2 separate regions of the Rattus norvegicus genome follow, and region 1 is linked to region 2. Evidence: chromatin contacts called from public Hi-C data. All regions are on one chromosome and are shown on one strand. The core of a region is the stretch at or near the end of the contact, and the rest is flanking DNA. Distances in the headings are between cores, read along the strand shown.

The links. Hi-C and Micro-C count contacts between places; a contact is called where the count stands out from the background.
Region 1: a contact with region 2 is called in a Hi-C map of liver, with 2.4 times the contacts expected there. The contact joins the promoter of Ptgr2 here to the promoter of Pnma1 in region 2. A contact is called at or near these places in 2 of 12 Hi-C or Micro-C datasets (both in liver) and 1 of 1 datasets of contacts at active chromatin or transcription factors (oligodendrocytes).

The regions. Positions count from the first base shown.
Region 1 is chr6:109,660,435-109,666,170 of GRCr8, reverse strand. It overlaps Ptgr2 (prostaglandin reductase 2), which reads right to left and starts at 3,673. Exons shown (of 10, transcript NM_001399426.1): 1 at 3,512-3,673.
Region 2 is chr6:109,511,258-109,516,997 of GRCr8, reverse strand. It overlaps Pnma1 (PNMA family member 1), which reads left to right and starts at 1,831. Exons shown (of 1, transcript NM_130820.2): 1 at 1,831-3,616. The coding sequence starts at 2,325. The coding sequence ends at 3,386. It also overlaps a transcript of Dnal1 not described here.

The DNA.
Region 1 (5,736 bases), core at 2,424-4,923, 150 kb before region 2:
GCCCTTGCTGCTCTTGCATAGGACATGGGTCAGTTCCTAGCTCTCACACGGTTGCGCCACTATTTACAAATCCAATTCCAGAGGATCATTGCCCTCTTCTGGCCTCCTTGGGCACTACACATGCATTTGAGGCACAAACATGCCAGCAAACATACCGGCATATAAAACGTTTTCTAAAAATGATGTGTTTCAGACTGGAGCTTCAGCCTGGTAGGGCACTTGCCTGGTATGTATGAGGTCCTGGGCTTGAAACCTGGGACGCAGAGAGGTAAGAGAACCAATGGTCCAATGCTGGTCACGTTAAGTAAGACAGGATGAGGAATACAGAAGCATCTGCTCCCTTAGTTTCTCTAGCATTCATACTGATCATTTCATGGATGGAGGCAGAAATGGCTAGCTGCTCCCAATTTCACTCTTCCTTTGGGATACAATTCATCAGGGTATCCAGCCTTCCTTTAAAGCAAATCCCATTTCCATCCCATTTCACTCAAAAGTTTCTCTGGCAACATAAATACTAGTTAACAGTAATTATGTAATAAGTGATTAGTAACAGAAGCAACAGCACAGATAACTTCTTACCCTCCGACATCGGGATAAGTCGCCCTGCCCAGTGCCTGCAGATGTTTCTACAGCACATGACCAGACTGGGATTCAAGGCTCACACACCACACTCACACACCACACTTGGAGTCTCCCTGTTTTGCTTCTCTAACGTCCTGACTGGTTCCCCGGTGTAACCTGCCTTCTTCTTATATTCTCTTCTCTTATTTGGAAATGCTAGGTAGATTCAGAGGACCAAAGAGATTCAATTTCTCTCTTTCCCCAACTATTGGGGATGGCACCCAGACCCTGGCAAGTGCTTCAGCTTGGGAGGAGGGGGAGAGGGAGGAAGGACAGGGTGGGGTGGGAATCTTTAAAGGCAGTGCTGTTACATCTTATTTCCTCACATCATTTAGTGCAGGGAACTTTTATTTTTCTTTTTGAGATGTGGCTGCTGGGCGCTCAGATTCCTGAGTTCCAGCTCATCCCTTGCCACACCCTCCTACTGGGTACAGACTCCAGGTACATCTCATTACACCCAGCCAGAGACATTTTCTATGGAATCACCACATATAGAAATTACAAATTAAATTAATTTGTAATTAATTGTAAATAATTGTAATTAATTTGTAAATAAATACAAATTAAAAAGCAAGTTTATTCAGTTACAGTAGCAGACTGTCCTTGAGTGGTTATTAACCGTACTGTAATGGCTAAATTTTCAAAGCACTGTTGCCAAACTGAGTTTCTTTTCCTTTTTTTTTTTTTTTTTTTCTTTTCTCTTTTTTTCGGAGCTGGGGACCGAACTCAGGGCCTTGCGCTTGCTAGGCAAGCACTCTACCACTGAGCTAAATCCCCAACCCCTGAGTTTCTTTTCCTGTTGCTGTAATAAAATACCCTGACAAGAGCAACTTAAGGGAGACATGGGTGGTTTTGGCTCAGGGTTTAAGGGTACAGTCGTCACGGGGAAGTCATGCCAGGTGCTTGGGGCAGCCAGTCACACCACACCGCAGAACAGCCAATGCTGGTGTTCAACTAGCTTTGCCCTTTTTATTCAGCCCAGGGCCCAAACCTAAGAAATCGTACCACCCGACCGTGGGGTGAGTCTTTCCACCTCAATTAACTTAGAATGAAGTCAATTCCTCAAGGTATGCCATGAAGCTTGTCTACTCAGTGATTCTCTATCCTGTCAAGTTGACAATCAGTGTCAGGCATCACACAGTGAAGTTCCTTATCTGTTCTCTACTTTCACCATTATGCCTTACTACACATGCGTAACAGAGCCAAGTGTGATGCCTCCCACCTGTACTCCAGAACTTGAGAGGTAGAGGCAAGAGGGCGGAGTTCAAAGCCAGCCTCAGCTGCATAACAAAATTCAAGGCCAGCCTGGTGTATGAGAGATCTTATCTCAAATAAAAACAAAAACAAAAACCATAACACAGTATAATAAAGTCAGCATGGTGATATATGCCTGTAATCCCAGCATTCCAGAAGCTGAGGCATGGGGATCTCAAGCTGAGGGCCAGCCTAGACTACACGGGAGATCACATGTACAGAAAGAAAGATCTAAGGCTTAGCTTAGGATGTAGCTCAGTGGTGGCAAAGCACTCTGCTAATCCTGTACCACAGAAAGAAATGAAGAGGATACACCAGGTCTGCCTAAACACTGCTTCTCATCCTGAAAAGGATGCTACCAAAGCCCCCACTTCTGCTTGAAATCAGAACTCTCCACGTGCCAAACACAACTGATTAATTAATGATGACTTCAGTGTCCCTCGACAACACAATAATCAACACACTCGAATCGCTCAGCATCGCCTGGGATTGGAACCCAGCACCACAGAAACAAAAACCTTGACTTATTCACAGGTTTTCCTTCTAGAATAAGACAGATCACATTCAAGACCTGAAGATCAGTGGATTAGGAGGCATCACAATCGGGGCAGAGCTGACCTCAGCAAATCCCATTTGCTGTTAAATGAAAGTGGGTTTCTAACTGATGCTACCATTCCAAAATACCACTGAAAGAAAGGTCTGGTTCAATGATAAAAATATGCCTTAAACGTCTGTGTAGCCGCATAATGTAAGGAGAGGCTCACTGAACTCACAGGGGCAGAGAACGATTTCTGTTTCTAGCCAAGTGGGACCTTGGAGAGGTCATCACAGATTATCTCTTGGAATGTTCTAGGGGCCCCAAAACTGGGTGAGTGGGTTTACTTGCTCTGGCATAGTAGCATACATTTGTAATCCCAGTTATTGGGTGGAGTACAGATGGCAAATTCAAGGCCAACCTGGCAAATTAGTGAGAACCTGCCTCAAAATAAAAATGAAAAAAATAGACTGGCAATAGCTCAGTAGTAAAAACCACTTGGCCCAGCATGCCTGGGGGAGGGAGGAGAAGATGGTCTTGAGTTCAATTTCCAATACAGAAGAAAATAATGGTGTGTTAATTAGCTTACTTAAATACAACTCCCTCCTCTACCGCTATGAAGTTGCAAACATCCTTGTCTTTTCACAGACGCTATAAACAGGGTGAATGACTTCTCCAAGGTCGCACAACTCGTCCCCGATACCTTTTAATAAAATACGCCTCGTGTTGATCCTTATTTTGTCCAACCATCCTGCCACAAAGGACTCTGCTGACCTTCCCTCTGCCATCTATGCCACCGTGTGAGAATTCCTACCTGGCTCTTCCCTTCCTCAGAAACCCAACCTTCTTCTATAGCTCCTGTTACTAACCACTTTCACAGAAATTACTAGGAATCTGCCCAGAATTTCAAAGCGACTTCCTAGATCCTCAGCACCAAGGGGATTAAAAAGGCGTGTCGGCTTTTTAACACGACTTAAGTATACCCCTAAGCGTGGCACACAGTAGGTACTCAAAAGATGTTCAGATCTGAAGCACCTCAAACACAATCGCATCCGAACTTCAGGCTGTTTACCCTAAGAATTCTTAAAAAATGAAGAGCACCTGTTACTGGGCAACCCCTAGTCTACGTCCCAAGCTATACCGCCGGTGTCGCCGGGAGCTCGACGAGGACGCCCACAGGTCACCCTGGCTTGAAACTTCCTCCTTTTTTGCCGGCTTCATCCAGCTTCCGGTGCCCGGATACAGTGGCCCCCTGCGTGGCTGTCAGTTTGAGATCTCGCGGGATTTGATGAACAGCAAAGGGTCCGGCTGGCTGCACGACCTTAGCCCTAGAACCACAGTGCGCAAGCGCAGGACTGATCCTTTCTCCGTGTCCTCCCCTAAGGCCGAGATTTTGAAGTTTAGATGCATGCGGTCCTTTGGTCCCCAAGGTTCGTGAGAGTGAAGAAACACAGAATACATATCCATAAGTTAACGTCTTTGGGGCTCCGCGGCCGTTCCTGCCGCCAGGACCCAGAGAGCAAATTGTTTAACCAGTGACTTGGGGGGTCAAGTCGCCTAGGTCTTCTTCCCCCCCACCCCCGGTCTTCTCCCCCTCCCCGGAGGTTGAACCTGTGTCCCGGCAAGGTCTAGGCAGGCGCTCTGACACTGACCTACAGTCCCAGCCTCTAGGAGGAACTTTATTCACGTTAGATTCTCTGAGTCTTAGGTTGGGAAATTACAGTAAGAGAAATAGCATCAAGTCTAACCCTTGCTTTGTAGGTGAGGAAGCTGAGACCTAGAGGACTAAGGCAGCGGTTTTCAACCTTCCTCATGCTGCGCCCCTTTAATATAGTTCCTCATGTTGTGGTGACCTCCAACCATAAAGTTATTTTCATTGTTACTTCGTAACTGTAAGTTTGCTACTGCTATGAACCGTGATGAAAATATATTTTCCGATGGTCTTAGGAGAGAGACCCCCAAGAGGCTAGAAACCCACAGGGTGAGAACCACCCGACTAGTCACTATAGGGTGTGGTCATGCCAAATTCCTTTCAGTGAATTAAGGATAATGCTAGAGTTACAAACTCTCCCTGGACTGCTGGCCCAAGCCCTTTAGTGTCTCAGTCTCTCTCTCTCTCTCCCTCCCTCCCCCCTGCCTTTCTCTCTCTTCAATTCCTTAAAAATGTTTTACACAATGTGTATTGATTTTTCAGCTTAATCATTAAGGTTCTTTTCACCAACAGTACTGAACTGAGGTAAGGTTTGTTGAGTAAGAATAACTCGCCAGGAGCTGCAAACCCTAACAGACTGAATCAGGCGGCTGTAGGAGTATTCCAGCAAGAGCTAATCGAAGCTCTAACACTGGTATAGACAGTAGCTGAAAAATACCAGTACCGCCAGCAAATGGGCAGCCATCAAATGGACTGGAGCCCCAGGTAGCAGAACATCCGAAATTTTCACTTTATCTGGAAAACCTGAGGAATGAGGTAGGAGAATGTTATCACTTTCCAAATACTTTTCAGCAGGAAATACTTTTCTGCTCCTTCGGTGGTCAGATGGGTGAACCAGAGAAAAAGGAAATGCTCAAATACAATGAAAGTGATAGTGGAAAACAACGGGGAATATAGATTATGTCTAAAACTCAAAGAGAAGAAACTTAGTTCAGGCTCTTTTTGTGTGAAGTCCCCTTTTCTGCCTAGAATGAGTTCCAGGTCTTAGATGTTCAAAAACTGAATGAGAGACTTCAAGTATATTTGTCTTCCTCCCTTCTAAATTTTCTCTTCACACTAAGGGTCACTATTGTTTGTACCATGCTTAATTTGAGTTATACCATGCATTATATGAAGGTTTTTTTTCCTGCTTTTTGGTGTGGTGTGGTGTGGTGTGGTGTGGTGTGGTGTGGTGTGGTGTGGTTTGGTTTGCATCAGGGTGCTGCTACATTGACCTGAGTATCCTGGAACTCATTTTGTAGGCCAGGCTGGCCTAGATTCACAGAGATCCACCTGCCACTTCCCTCTGAATGCTGGGATTGAAGGTGCGCGCCAGCACCAGCTTTGATTTTATTTTCTAGGTTACTGTATCACTGTCGCTCCCATTTTACTAATGTGGAAATGAAGGTAAATCACTTAAGCACCAAGACTAAGGAACTAGTGAGTAAAGGAACAAGTCCCCAGAGGAGACCAAATACCTCCTTCTGTTTCTGTCTTTGCTGTAAGTTTGGAGTCCCCTTTCCTTCCTTCTCTGTAAATCTTTGCGCTGCTTCTCGTCCTTTAACCAGTGCCAGAGATAAATGTTTCCCAGACTTAACTAGAGGGACAGAGGTGTCGACTTTCTCATCTCAACCTA
Region 2 (5,740 bases), core at 582-3,081:
GGAGGCTGAACCATTTCAAAGGGGAGATGCACGTGTGGCAGGAGGCTGATACAGGCGCATCCTTACTGGTGCTTTCTCCCATGAACACACTGGGCTTGGCTTTTGTTGTTCTTTTTCTGTTCAGAGCTCCCTCTTTTACAGTAGCAGCCCTATACCGTGTCACCCTGCCTGTCTCCCAGTGTCCACCTGCGCTCAGAGAGGGCGTGAACTGACATAGTGCCTGTGTTCTCCACCGTTTCTGAGGTCTCTTGCCCATCTAAGGAGTCAGTGCCCTTACTGCTGCCCTCCAAGCCTTCAGCAGCCCCTCATAGCTAAGGTACATGCCCACCACCGTTCTGCCGCTTCACCTCCAACCTTGGCACAGGGCCCTGTGCCGATGATGTCTAAAGGGATTGCCTATATTTAACTGCCTCAGTCACCTAACCTCTTTCTTCTCATGTGCCAGATGTTAAAGATGGAGGGGAAGAGTACAACACATACTCCAGCCTCAGCTGTTTAAGTGTTTTTATTGGGGCTCACTTTTCTGGGTTGTTATTTATTACTAGACTGGCAAAGCCTAAACCCTTAGGTTTTTACAGGAAGTATGCATATTTTTATAAAAAAAACAGTTGTGTCTAACCCACATTTGGCTGTGTTTGTTTCCTCAAAAAAAAAATTTGCAGCTGTTAGAGCTCTTCTTCATTTGTCTCTTAAATTAAAGGCCTTGTTGGAGAGGACAGCACAGAAACAGCCTTGACTGTAATTATTGTACAGATATTTTAATAGCATAAAGTAAGTATATTCCTTTTATTTTGAAACAAAATGGTCAGACACTGCCTTTCATGTGTTTGTTGCCTGTGGCACTCTTTTTAAAAAAGACTGTTACATATTAAATAGTGTACATATATATAAATATTACCTCTTTGTGTACAGTTGTGATAGACCAGACCGAAAATTTTATTTTTTGTGTGCTTTTTATAAAAAAAATTAATACACTAAAGAGAATCTTGCGGATGTGATTGTAATGTACCCATGTAACTTATTTACTTTTGAATGTTCTGTATCTTAAGACCTTTTATTAAATAAGGTTTTAAAAAAGTCATTGTTGAATGCCATGTTCTTATAGGGGTGTTTTTGCCAGCTGGGACTGACTGATAGGGAACTTCTCCCTTTCTGAGCCTTAAGCGGTCTGTTTTGCTATCCTGTATACTCAGTAAGGACAAGAAGTTTGCTTGGCTACAAAGAGAAGTAATCCGGTGGGGGGGAGGGTGTGCACACACACACAAACTTTAGGTTTTGACACACACACACACACACACACACACACACACACACACACACACAAATTTTGGACAAGAAAGCCAAGTCAGACACTCAAAGGAACCAGTAGGTGGAATCCTCTTTTCTAGTCTTATGGGGAGGAACGGAGAAGCTGCAGACTGTAATCTGGTGGTTCACGGAAGTCAGATTTAGTGTTTTCACAGCAGAGTGAATGCATAGAATGGATATGAGACAAGTCCGTCGTGGTAGATGCGTATCAATAAGGCCAACTTAAATCCACAGCAAAATTAAATAAAACAAAACATGCTTAGCAATATTGTTAAGGAGGAATCTGGGAAGTACGAGTATGGGGGAGGGGTAAAAAGAAATGCACCATCATAGAATAGACTACTCAAACCCCTTCTTGGCACCATAGCAACCGCCAGATCCTCTGGAGCCCGCGCATCTCGCGTCGTCATGGACACAGTTGTCACGGTGACACTGGGGGAGGCGAGCGGACCGGTTCCGCCCTCCAGTGCAGCTGCACGGAGGCCGTTGCTGGAGCGCGCGGCCATAAGCGCTGAGCAGAGCTGCCTCCAGCCCGGTTCCTCCCTCCTTCGCGCTTCCTGCCGCCTCAGTCCCCGGTGCTTCGAGTGCCGCCTCTCTCGGTGTAGCTGAGCCACGGCCTCGAGTAACCCTCGGCCGCCCGCGGGCCAGGGAGAGGTGGGAGGAGCTGCCACGCCCCGCGACCGCACCCAGTCATCTCCAGCCCGCAGCCAACCGCCTTGAGCCCACCTTCCTCCCCTTCTCAAAGCAGTGACGCAAGGCACAGCCGCAGCCAGTCCACTCCTGCCCGGACCAAAAGGGCGACATTCGAGTGATAGGCGGAGTGTCCCGTGGCACTGACTTGGGACCCGGAAGGGACCAGAAGGAACTCTGGTGTCTTTTGGTAATTGTGGTTGCTTGAAGCTTGTCGCCCCCTGGCCTACCGGGGGAGGAGAGCATGTTGTCCTAAGCCCAACAGCAGCACCGTGAGCCAGTCCAAGCACAGTCTGTAGAACTGGCACTCTTAATAGTTGGGCGAAATGGCTATGACACTATTGGAAGACTGGTGCAGGGGAATGGATGTGAACTCTCAGAGAGCTCTGTTGGTCTGGGGGATCCCTGTGAACTGTGATGAGACCGAAATCGAAGAGACCCTCCAAGCTGCGATGCCCCAGGTATCCTATCGAGTACTGGGGAGAATGTTCTGGAGGGAAGAAAATGCGAAAGCAGCCTTGTTAGAGCTCACTGGGACGGTGGATTACTCCCTGATCCCCAGGGAGATGCCAGGCAAAGGAGGGCTCTGGAAAGTAGTGTTTAAGCCCCCCACTTCCGACGCGGAGTTTTTGGAAAGGCTGCACCTCTTTCTAGCTAGGGAAGGGTGGACGGTGCAAGATGTTGCTCGTGTGCTTGGGTTTCAGAACCCTGCTCCAGCCCCAGGCCCGGAAATGCCAGCAGAGATGCTCAACTATATTTTGGATAATGTTATTCAACCTCTTGTTGAGTCCATATGGTATAAGAAGCTGACTTTGTTCTCCGGGAGGGACATTCCCGGGCCTGGCGAGGAGACCTTTGATTCCTGGCTGGAGCACTCGAATGAAGTCATAGAGGAATGGCAGGTGTCTGATATAGAAAAGAGACGGCGGTTGATGGAGAGTTTGCGAGGCCCGGCTGCCGATGTCATTCGCATCCTCAAGACCAACAACCCTGCTATAACCACGGCAGAATGCCTGAAGGCTCTTGAGCAGGTGTTTGGGAGCGTGGAGAGCTCTAGAGATGCACAGGTCAGATTTCTGAACACTTACCAAAACCCAGGAGAAAAGTTATCTTCTTACGTTATCCGTCTGGAGCCTCTGCTGCAAAAGGTAGTGGACAAGGGGGCCATTGATAAAGATAACGTGAACCAGGCTCGCCTGGAACAGGTCATCGCTGGGGCCAACCACAGCGGGGCCCTCCGAAGGCAGTTGTGGCTGACTGGGGCTACAGAAGGGCCTGCACCCAACCTCTTCCAGTTACTGGTGCAGATTCGAGAGGAGGAAGCCAAAGAGGAGGAGGAGGAGGCCGAGGCTGCCCTTTTGCAGCTAGGCCTAGAGGGGCACTTCTGAATCCCAGGACTGGCCAGGCTGCTTTTGATATTCCTGTGAAGTTTTAGTAAGCCTGTCCCTTAAAGTAAACAGCCAGCCTCCTCCTGCCTTTGTTTTGTTTTCTGAGGAATGGGATGAGAAAGTCAGGCCCGCATATTCCTGTAGCATTCACAGAATTGTGTAATTAGCAGGAGTAAAGGCGGTTCATAGTGCTACAGTGATGCCAGCCCTCCTGGTGACATCTCTGACAGCTGTGAGAAACATGAAGCTGCGATCCTTCCTGTCACGATGTTTGTGAAACTGCAAGTTCTGATGCTAAGTACATGCCCGGTTCACAGGCTGTACACTACAAACTCTTGTATTTATTTGTTACTAACACTGTGGACAGCTTTACTGTAAATTGTTGCTAATTTGTATCCATGGAAAGAATGCGACTTTTAGATATTACTCATCTTGAAAATGCAGATTTCTAATTCCTCGTGGCTCAACACTGGAATCAGTTTCCCTGAAAAGTATCCCCAGATTAGAAGTGGCGGGTTAGAAAGATGTGTTTTTATAGAGTGCACAATAAATCCTTCACAGTGGAAGATACAGATGTAAGTCATAGGGGGAATGGCCCTGGACAAGCTACACTTCCTCACTTCAAATATTTGTCATTATTGGTCATATTGATGCTAAGGGTTCTAAGTTTGAAGTTATTGAATAGATGGATACAAAAAAAATTTGAAAATTCTCTTTTTTCCTGACATGCATACAATTTTTCAGCATAATTTAGCTTCACATACTTTTTTCTCCTGACAAGGACTTTTGCTCATGTTTAAAAAAACAAACTAAACTACCCCCCTGCTATGAACTCAAGGTGCAGTGTCACCTACACATTTTGGTTGGCCGAGTTCCTTGGTTGTTCTGTTACAGTCCCACTCTGTAGCTGAGGCTGGCCTGAAATTCACTCTGTAGCCCAGGATGGCCTCAAACTTGCAGCAGTCCTGCCTTCAGCCTCCACAGAGCCTGGGTTACAGGTATGAGACACTTCTCCTAGCTATTTTTTTTAGACATAGTCCCACTGTGTAGCATGGGCTGTTGTTAAACCTGTTGTCGTCCTGGCTCTCTCTCGGGGCTGGGATTCTAGGCAGACACTGCTACATTTGGCCTTTGCTATACCTTTCCGTGGGTTTCACATGACTTCCTCAAGGCAAGTGATAATGTCTGAAGAGATATGTTTCTATGAAATTTGACAAAAATTTGAATTGGGGCTTAGGTTATCTAGCAATCTTTCTGTTTTAAAGTCATTGTGTGACTGTTTCAGTACAGAAACAATGGTCCAGTCACATGTGTGCAAAGTATTTGTTTCCCAGGAGCTATTTTATACGTTTCAGTGACTTCAGAGCCCAACCTCTGAGCTCCTGGGTAAAACTGGAAATGCCATTAAATTTTCTCTTAGGGTTGAAGACTAGAGCTGGTGTAATACGGGCTACGTGCCTGTCTGTCTCTGAGGTTCGACTTCGTGGAGGCACCAGTGAACTATCAACTCAGGGGCAGAGAATGGGGTGACCGAACTCCAGTGCCATGTGTTAACTGTGGTTGTTTGCTTGTGAATGCTAATATTCTTTATGTGTTCTTCCAGACTTTTCTTTAGAATACTGTGTGTATATATGTTGATGTGCATGTCATGGTATGAATATGGAGGCCAAAGGACAACTTGCAGGAATTGATTTTCTTCTCCTACCACGTGGGTCCCTCAACATAAGATTTGACTTCTTACACGTTTATACATGTTTGAAATCTGCCACCACATGCTAACCAACCAGACTCCCAACTCATACACTTAGGTATATGTTCTTAAAAACAAGGATGGATTCTACATTTTTCATGTCGGCATCCTTGGCTTCCCAGAGGAACCCAGTATGCGTTTTGATTGTGGGTAAAAATATGGAGGACACAGGACAACTCTCTCTTCCCACCACATAGGCTTGGGGGATCAAACTCAGGTTGTCAGCAGCTCAACGGTAACAGCCTTCACATGCTGTGCCACCTCACCAGCCCACGCTATCCCGCCAATCCAACCTCAACTCGATGGTTGCTAGACGGCTTTCTTCAGCAGCGAGGAGTGAACCCAGGATCATGCGCATGCAGGTCAAGCGCTTTACCATTGACCGGCAGGCCTGCCCACTGTTCTGTTGTTTAGAAGTCTCGAATCGTACAAAGAAGCAGTCCTGCAACTTGCTATGGCTGAGGCTGGCTTTGAACTTACAATCTCCTGCCTCGTCCTCCCTAGTGCTGGTAGTATATACTTGTGCCAACATGTTTAGTATCCTTTTTTTATATAGCTGACTGATTGCATCCTATGAGGAAAAGTATTTTACTTTTTAATGTAA